Regions from separate parts of the Mus musculus genome. Here region 2 is linked to region 1. Evidence: chromatin contacts called from public HiChIP or PLAC-seq data. All regions are on one chromosome and are shown on one strand. The core of a region is the stretch at or near the end of the contact, and the rest is flanking DNA. Distances in the headings are between cores, read along the strand shown. Region 1 holds the start of Lrrfip2 (leucine rich repeat (in FLII) interacting protein 2). Region 2 overlaps Mlh1 (mutL homolog 1).

Region 1 (4,575 bases), core at 1,464-3,963:
GTGACACACCCATTCCAACCAGGTCACACCTATTCCAACACACCTTCAGATGGTGCCACTCCCTGGTCCAAGGATATAAAAACCATCACAATAGTCTTGACCAATTATTATTTTTAAGATTATTTTTTTTTTTTTGTTTTTTGTTTTTCAAGACAGGGTTTCTCTGTGTAGCCCTGGCTGTCCTGGAACTCACTCTATAGGCCGGGCTGGCCTCGAACTCAGAAATCCGCCTGCCTGTGCCTCCTAAGTGCTGGGATTAAAGGTATGCACCACCACGCCTGGCTTTTTTAAATCATTTTTAGTTATGTATATATGTGTATATGTGTATATATGTATATGTCCGTGTGAATTGTATACAAGTAACACAGACGAGGACAGAAATGGGAGATTTCCCTGGAGCTGGAGTTACAGAGTTGTGAGGCACTCAACGTTGGTGCTGGGAGTCAAACTTGGGTCCTTGGAAAGAGCAGTGTGTCCTTAACCACTGACCCATCTGTTCAGCCCCTGAGTCTAGTTGTTGTTGGCCACATGTATGTGGGTGTGAGGCCACCCACTGGGGTTCAACCACATCCACAAAGAAAGTGACTTTCATTTCTTCAGCAGCTCTCAACTCTCCATAGCTCCCGAGTTATGGCTGGCGCCTCAGGAGTCCCTTTGCCAGCCATGCTGAAATTTTGACTGACTTGCTCACACAACTCCTAGTAGTTTATTTTTAATGTCTGAACTAATGATGTTTCCAGATATGTGTTTCAAATAAAGGAACATTGTCCAGCTTTTGCCAAGATAGTTCCATCTAAAAATATGAAAAGACAAGAGAAACATGAAAAACACATTATTGTCATTAATATCAGAGACATTCATGTTAAAAATATATCCACTTTCACAGATTCTGGTAGTTGAAATAAAAAATACAATATCTGATGCAGGCAAGTAAAATCAGCAATGAATATTTGTTATTAAAAAAGGAAGCACTTTATTTCTTGGCATTATCTAAGAAAACTATGAAAGATTTGCTGTGGAAAGAATAAATATGTATGGATCCAGCCATCACACTTTCCAAAAAGTATAAACATTTGCAAAATTTTCCTTCATCTATTAATATATCTGTGGAGCAGCCAGCCCACACAGACCTGGGGCATTCACATGTCAGAATATTCCATAAAGATCTGGGAACAGATATTTTTGGCAGAAAGAGAGACTTAATGTGCCGAGAACGACTGCCTACCACGTAATTCAGGGTTACAGCCTGAGTCAGGGACTCCTCGCTGTGACAAAGAGTGTCAGTCTACAACATTCTTTCGAATCGTTTATTATAGACTCTTTCAACAAGAGGAGTCGTTTTTGTTTTCAGTTGCCAAATAGGTGGCAAAATATGAAGGAGAAGTAACAGCGAACTTCTAAAGCTGCTTCACAACACTAGTGTTAACGCCTATTTTTACAATGAAAGAGAGCTAGGTGTGGTGGCGCTTGCCTGTGACCCCAGCACTGGAGTGGCTGCTAGCTTTGCCGACCTGGTAAATTCCAGGTCTATGTGAGATTTAATAATGTCTTTAAAAAACCAAGGAGCATGACTCCAGGGAAATACCACCCAAAGTTGCTGTCTGTGAGCCAATTGTAGACAGACAGACAGACACACAGTTTCTCTCAGCACACTTTTCTCTGTGTGCTGAACCTCCAGGATTGATTGATCCCACAGTGGCAGCCCCGTGAACATGAAAGGTTAATCAAGCCTTTGATATCTCAGTGGATACGGGCAGCTCTGAAAGTCCTTTTAGAAGCCATCAGACAAAATCCAAACATGTCATCCGTGGGCTTATTCGTGGGCTTCTGAAATCTGCAGTTTTTGCAGATGGGAGGTCGTGCCTAAGACCATTTTGTGCCCTTTCCCCCAGATACCTGCTCGGCTATCACTTCCTGCCAGAGGTCTTCTCTCACCATCTTCTCCAGCCAGAGGCCTCACCCTCAAAATGTTCTCATCATTGCTTGCCGCTGAGTTCACGACAATCTGTCATTACCTTGTTTATCTGATCAAGTTCATCTACTCAATTAGAAGGCAAGTTTCCCCGAGAGCATGATCAGGGCTTCCGGTGCCTGGAACTTTGAACGTGAGGGCCTTCCCCAGATACTTTTGGGATTGAAGAACATGCCTACGATTTGGGTCTGTGTGTTTGTGTGTGTGCGCGCGTGTGTGTGATGTGTACAGGTCTCACTGTGATAATTCAAACTCCTTTGCCCTGCCACAGGTTCCAGGGTACCCGGGACAACAGGTGTATAGCATCATACCTGATTTTATGCTGGGAATGGCACCCAAGGTTACAGATATGCTAAGTAAGCACCCTATTACCTGCGCTACAGCCTCAGGTGGAAATCTCTTTAAAAACAGGTATTTTCATTTCGTTCAGCCACACCCACCCTCCACATCCTTTCCCACAGACTGCGCGCCAGGTGCCTCACTCACCCAAAACCTCCCACCAGACCGCTTTGAGGCCACCTGGCTAAGTACGGTTACGAAACGCTCAGATACCAACGCTCGGGACCAGGCCCGGCTTGAGCCAGTGCGTGTCGAGCGTGTCTCCCTCCCCGTCACCCGCGAGCCCTGCGCTCCGCGGTCCAGCCAGTAGCCTCCGAGCCGCGCGCGTCCGCTACCCCGCCGCCTGCCACAAGTACTTCCGGGTGAGCGGGTCGCCGGCCGGTGGCCCCGCCCCTCTGCCCCGCCACCGCCGCAGCTGCAGCCGCTGCTCGGGCTGCGGCTCGTCCCGGGTCGCGTTCGCTGTGTCGGCCGCGGGGCGAAGGGCGCGCTCAGTGTGACTCCACGACCGGCCGCGGCGCGAGGAGCCCTTCTTTTTGTCTCCCTGCGGCCCGCGGGGTGGACGGTGCGGGGGGGTGCAGAGTGTGGCCGGCGCTCTCCTCTCCCGGCTCCCGGGCGGCCGCTCCGGCCCTTCCGGGCGGCGCCGCAGCCTCATCCCGCGCCACACGCAGGTAAGGGCAGGCGGCGGACCCGGCTGTCTCCAGGCGCTGCCCAGTGGCGGCTCCGGGCTGGGGTCGCCCGGCGGGTCCCCTGCTCCCGCTTCGCCCGCCCCCCGCGGGGGAAGAAGGGGTTACGCCCCTTGGACCGGGCATCACTTGGGACAGCTGGGTGCTCCAGCTCCCGTTGCTCCCGGCGCCACACTCCCGCAGACTCTGTCCTCAGTCTGTCCCGGGAGGGGCCGCCCCGGGAACGGTGTCAGGCCGGTGGAGGGCGTAGCTTTTTGAGTGAGATTCCCCCCTCTCCTGCTTCCTTCTTGATCTGAACTGAAGCGCGCGGGCTTACCAGGCTCAGGGCAGGACGGTCAGGGTTAATGCTTGACTAACAGCGGGCGTTATTTACACCCACATTGTGGAGTTTCATAGCTCCAGTCAGGCCTGGTTTCCCTTTGCTGTGGATATCCAGCAGGAAGCAAGGGACATAAGAGAACCCAGAGGAGAAAAGTTCAAGCGTTTGCTTTGTGTATTATGTTCCCCACCTCGAGACATACAAATATAACGTAGAAACGTGGCTAAAGGGTATCCCAAACTTTCAGTATTTGTAGCCCCTTTTGCTTTTCCCATTTAGTGACTCAGCATTTTTGCCACGGTTTTTCTACAGTAGCTTGATTGACTGAAAACTCTGTAAGGATAACAGTGACTGCTATTCGTGTTGTGTTATCGCAGCGAGAAGAGGTGCAGTCAGGGTATCGACAGATACATTCTTAATCAGTGTTGGACTTTTTCTCCCCAGTAGGTGTGAAAAGCTGCAATTGCTGAAGAATGTGTGTTGCAGTAAGAGTTAGTTGGCCAAGTTTACCGTAGCTTCAATGTCTTGCAGAGTTAGCCCCGATTAACCAACATCATGCTCTGTTTAACAACTACAGGGATCCTATGACCTCGTATTTAATACACTCATGCCGAGTAAGAACTTCGGAAAGTGTGATTCACGTCGGAAGTGAGGTCACACTCTGACTCGTAGATCGGGATCTTCCCATTGAAATAGAGGAAAGCCAGACCTTTTCTGCCCGTTTAATTAGATAATTGTACTCTTTTTTTTTATAGCGAGTGATGTATAATGTTTGGTTCTGTTTGTTGCTGGGTGGTGATTGTCATGCACTATGGCATGGAAATCAAACGTTAAAATTTGTATAATGTTTTGTTTTGTAATACTTTGTTGGACTGCTGTGATTTTTAAGTCCCCCCCCCCTTTTTTTTTTTACCAGATGTGGGAAGACAAATGAAGGGATTTAGAAGCCAAGTAAATGTCATTGGGAAGGAGAGCTACCACCACTGAGGTAGGAAATAGTACTGTGTACTATATAAAATAGCTTTTTGAGTGGGAAGCTGCAGCACTTTGCCATCCTATCCTTAAAGATGCTGAATGAGACTATATTAACTTCTGTTCTGGAAGGAATTGTGTTGAAGTTTTGGTGTATTTTTAGAATTGACTAATTTCAAACTTGAAGTAACTTTTTAGTGCTGCAATGTCATTTGATCATTTTAGTCTTTCAAAATGAGATGCAAAAAAACTTTGGATCCCAGAGTTCTTTATAGGGACAACCTTGCTTT
Region 2 (4,575 bases), core at 946-3,445, 130 kb after region 1:
CCTTTCAGGAGATCCCTCCGTCCTGGCCCCTCGGACAGGGGCAGGGTCCTGGGGCTGGCTGGGCCCAAGGCTGCTTACAGGCTGCAGAAAGGCGTCAAGCTTCTGCTCCCGGGAGTCCGTACGGACCATCTGGTAAGCGTAGACCTTGTCGCCACTTCCACTAGTGGATGAGGAAGCCACCCCTGTCGTGGGTCTAGCTGCCTCCCCAGAAGGCCCAGCAAGTCCTGGAAGCAAGGTCTGTTTCAAGAGAGAAAAGAGTAAAAAAGGCCAGGTTTTAGCACATAAATGTCCAGATCCCAAAACAGAACAGCAGTGGACAAAGATGTCAGAGTCAGATGGAGTTACATCACAGTAGAACATTCTTAAGTATAACATTCAAGAATTAAGCAAAGTTCTTATAATCTTAAAATTAGATTAATTTTTTTACTATAAAAAGATTCTATTTTATTTTTTGTGGTAAAACACACACAGCAGAAAACACATCATTTTAAGCAATTTTAAAGCTAGGATTCCATGGCAGTGAGTGCACTCACAGAGCTGTGACTCTATCTCCAGAACTTTTTACCCTCAAAACTCACACTTAACTTCCCATTCCCTCTCACCTCAGGCCCTGGAAACTATCATTCTGCTGCCTTTTAAAATTTGCTGGGGGACTGACCCACGACTCTCATGAGCACTCTACCACTGACCTCTAGCCTCAGAATTCTACGTCTAAATATACTTCCTTTCTTCAGTCTGTCCACTGGAGCCTGAAAGTCAGTGACTACCCAGAAACCGTGAAAACCCAGGTCCCAGATACTGGATACTGCTTACCAAATACCAATTCCTGACACGAACTAGAGCACCTTTGAGAAACAGCCAATCCAGCAGGGGCTGGAAAAGAAGCACAAGGCCGCCCACAACATCTTGCATTGCCAGACACAAGAAATCATGAAGTCTAATGGTACTGGGTCCAAAAAGATGAAGGGACACCGAAAAAGGACTTCAACTGGACAAGAAAATGGGAAAAAGGCAAATGTCTACAAGTGATTAACATGGTTGCTTTGTTAATTGCTCTGACTCAATTAATACAGGACAATTCTTAAGCAAATGGATGGAACAAGAAAATATCATCCTGAGAGAGGTAACCTAATCATAAATGCACTCCCTGATAAGTGGATATTAGCCCAAAAGCTCGGAATATCCAAAATACAATTCACAGACCACATGAAGCTCAAGAAGAAGGAAGACCAAAGTGTGGATGTTTCAGCCCTTCTTAGAAGAGGGAAGAAAATACTCACAGGAAGAAATATGGAGACAAAATGTGGAGCAGAGACTGAAGGAAAGGCCATCCAGAGACTGCTCCACTTGGGGATCCATCCCATATACAGTCACCAAACCCAAACACTATTGCAGATACCAAGAAGTGCTTGTTGACAGGAGCCTGATATAGCTGTCTCCTGAGAGGCTCTGCCAGAGTCAAATACAGAGGCAGATGCTCACAGCCAACCATTGGACTGAGTACAGGGTCCCCAACAGAGGAGTTAGAGAAAGTACTGAAGGAGCTGAAGGGGTTTGCAACCCCATAGGAAGAACAACAATATCAACCAACCAGACCCCTTAGAGCTCTCAGGGACTAAATCACTAACCAAAGATTACACATGGAAGGACCCATGGCTCCAGCTGCATATGTAGGCCTTGCTGGGCATCAATGTGAGGACAGGCCCTTGGGCCTGTAAAGGCTCGATGCCCCAGTGTAGGAGACTGCCAGGGTGGGGAAGTGAGAGTGGGTGGATGGGTGGGGAAACACCCTCATAGAAGCAGGGGTAGGAGGGATGGGATAAAGGGGTTTCTGGAGGGGAAACTGGGAAAGGGGATAACATTTGAAATGTAAATAAAGAAAATATCCAATAAAAGAAAAGAAAATAAAGAGAAAAAATATATATGTAAATAAATAAATAAATACAGGACAAGATGATAAAGTTTAGTCTTACAACCTAAAGCAATAACTGATTATAGTATTGGGGACACTTGTAAGGTATATCCTGGAGGGCAACCTTAACATAAGAGAACCAGGCAGTCACCAAAGGAGCTACCCCTTAACACAGAAAGTCATTGTGAGCCTCCTGTTGGATGCACTAGGAAGTATAGGGCCCTGCCTTCCCAGAACCATGCCCAGGCCTGTTCCACAGATGCTTGCCTCGTGTAAGCGGCAGCATGATAGGATTCCTGCCCCTGGAACAAGCCAGCAGGGTGTGGGCCTCCTCCACCAGTGCTGATGGTTGCTGACTGTATAATTATGTACATGTTTTCACATTCCTCTGAGGAACGTCCTCCCTAGTAACACTAAAGACTCCATGATAATCAGAGACAACATGAGTCCAGGAGGCGAAAGTGCGGCTAATACCTCAGCAAAACCGGAAATGCTATGACCTCCAGGACAGCCCTTAAGGCTGTGGAAAAGAACTCTAAAAACATGAATTCCAAAATGTATAATTTCTCAATTATGCAAAAATATAAGGATGCGATATGAATTGAATTGTATAAGGGGCTTCACAGTTCTGAAGGAACACAGGCAGCTACCTATACCGTGAACCACCCTGCCATTTACAAAGACAGGCAGATCCCTGAGTTCAAAGTCAGCCTGGGACAGATTGAACTTAAGTTCAGGCAGAGTCAGAATGGTAATTCCAGGGTGGGACCCCACCCAGCTAGCAAGCCTTCTGTGTATAACAGAGGAAGGCAGATCTCTGAATTATTTTGCAATGCTAAAAAAAGGGGGGGAAAGTGCAAGATGTCTCCCAAGAATCAAAGGGCTGGATCAGGGATGCTGATTCATAGGATAATCAAACGGGAACCCGGAGTAACCGACTCGATTGATACAGAAGATAAAAGACTGGGCAAGGGATGAGCTATCCAGAGAAAATTTATAATAGCAAGAGAGACCTCCTTAGAGAACTGTCTCAAGCAGAAAATAGAGAGAAAACTTACTGGAGATCTTCGGGGAAAGCAGAACAGAGGCTGCCAGCTTGGCCCTCTGATTTGACTTGGAGTCCTTTGTTTTTCCCGCTCCCAGACACCCCTTCTCTCAGAACCTCTCTCCAACGAGAAGCCGGTCCTTGGCAGTTCACAATTTTGCTACAACTTCTACACCGAGAAGGACATTTGAGAGACCCAGAAGACTCCACTGCACTTGCCAAGACCACTGTGGTCAAGGATGTCACGCTTGCTTCCTAACAGGCAGGCAATATGTTCACCACTCTCCTGACGCTTCGGTGTCCGTAACTTAAACACAGGGAGAGAATGAGAGCTTGACTGCAGGTTCTCGAAGGGAGCACTACTTGCATACCCTTGACCTAGACCTGTCCTCCCCTAGGTCCTCCTCTGTTCAGGAAGGAGCATGTAGCTTTCTGAAAGATGCACATGGGTCAGTGAGGAACAGGATACCTGCTTACCTAGCTAGATCAGCTGGTGATCAATGGGGTGACAGATGTCACAAGCAGATTGCTCTCACATCCCATAGGGATAGAATAACAGGGATAAAGCCCAAGAGGGGATGATGTTGACGCAGACAACCTGGCTTTCAGCCTTGTGTGCTCCTGCTGTGGATAGGGACTTACCACTCACATTTAAGTTTCACTGTGTGCTCTTTCTCACCACCACCCCCAGCTGTTTCTCACAAGAAAGCCTTGACTTCATCCCATAACCCACAGCAGAAGCAAGACCGGCATTTGCCTCCTCCCTACAAAAGGAGTAGGATGGACACAAAAGGCTGAACCCAACAAAGAACATCGTCAGATAAATTACTGGGGTAAAATGGATGGGAGCGACAAGGGGACAGTCATCTGGCAAACTGACTGTGGGTTGTGATTCAGGGAAGTTCTGAGCCAGATCAATGATGATATGAATGCAGTCAACAGCACTGAACTGTGTATATGATGAAAATGCTTCAGATGCTACACTCTATGTTACGGCTTTTTTTTAACCATAGTTTATAATATCAAACATCAACTCTTGGACTAGAGTATGAGAATTTATAGCCACTGGCAGTGAAAAAAACTAAGGTATAATAACTTGGATTTTTTTTTTTGAAGGATCAAACTAGAATGAACAAAATTTATAAGAAAAGAAATCTAGGCAAAAATAATGTTTATGTGTTTGAATATAGTTATGCCCTTAGATTTCCAACTCAAAGCAATATAGAGGATCAGAGAGAATTAAATAACACTACAAAGAAACAGCCAATCAATCTAAATGTACATTATGCTTCAAGAAACACAGAGACGCCAACGAGAACAGCAATTTAAAAAAAGATGCTGAGGCTGGCAAGATGGCTCGGTGGGTGGGTGAAAATGCTGGTCGCCAAATCTTGACAACTCGAGTTAATCCCTGGAAGTCACCACTAGGAGACACCTGACTCATCAAAGTTACCTTCTGATATCCGCATGCTTGCCACAGTGCATGTGTGTCCCACCCTCCATTTGCTCACACACAAATAGTTGAAAGGAGGAGGCTTTACTTAATTCAAAGGGACTTAAGAGACTTCAGGAAGGGAGGCCTGGTGGTGTACACCTAGAATCACAGGCAGAGGTAGAA

The links. HiChIP or PLAC-seq counts read pairs in DNA pulled down with a chosen protein or histone mark.
Region 2: an H3K27ac HiChIP or PLAC-seq map of embryonic stem cells shows a contact between it and region 1, with 6 read pairs. The contact joins the enhancer-like site here to the promoter of Lrrfip2 in region 1. A contact is called at or near these places in 9 of 39 promoter capture datasets (3T3-L1-derived adipocytes, the C10 cell line, the HPC-7 cell line and 6 more), 4 of 484 Hi-C or Micro-C datasets (the G1E-ER4 cell line, embryonic stem cells, nephron progenitors and 1 more), 8 of 115 datasets of contacts at active chromatin or transcription factors (the 230-238 cell line, bone marrow-derived macrophages, embryonic forebrain and 2 more) and 4 of 9 other capture datasets (adipose tissue, embryonic stem cells, liver and 1 more).

The regions. Positions count from the first base shown.
Region 1 is chr9:111,115,411-111,119,985 of GRCm38.p6, forward strand. It overlaps Lrrfip2 (leucine rich repeat (in FLII) interacting protein 2), which reads left to right and starts at 2,714. Exons shown (of 15, transcript NM_001374664.1): 1 at 2,714-2,979; 2 at 4,230-4,301.
Region 2 is chr9:111,241,371-111,245,945 of GRCm38.p6, forward strand. It overlaps Mlh1 (mutL homolog 1), which reads right to left. Exons shown (of 19, transcript NM_026810.2): 12 at 1-237. Among named protein-coding and RNA genes, the nearest start is that of Gm51692, 9.5 kb to the left of the region's middle. Within about 2 kb of position 2,196, at least 14 of the 459 cell types and tissues checked have an H3K27ac peak or open chromatin away from gene starts, as enhancers often do. A contact at or near this core is called in embryonic stem cells, where this site is marked.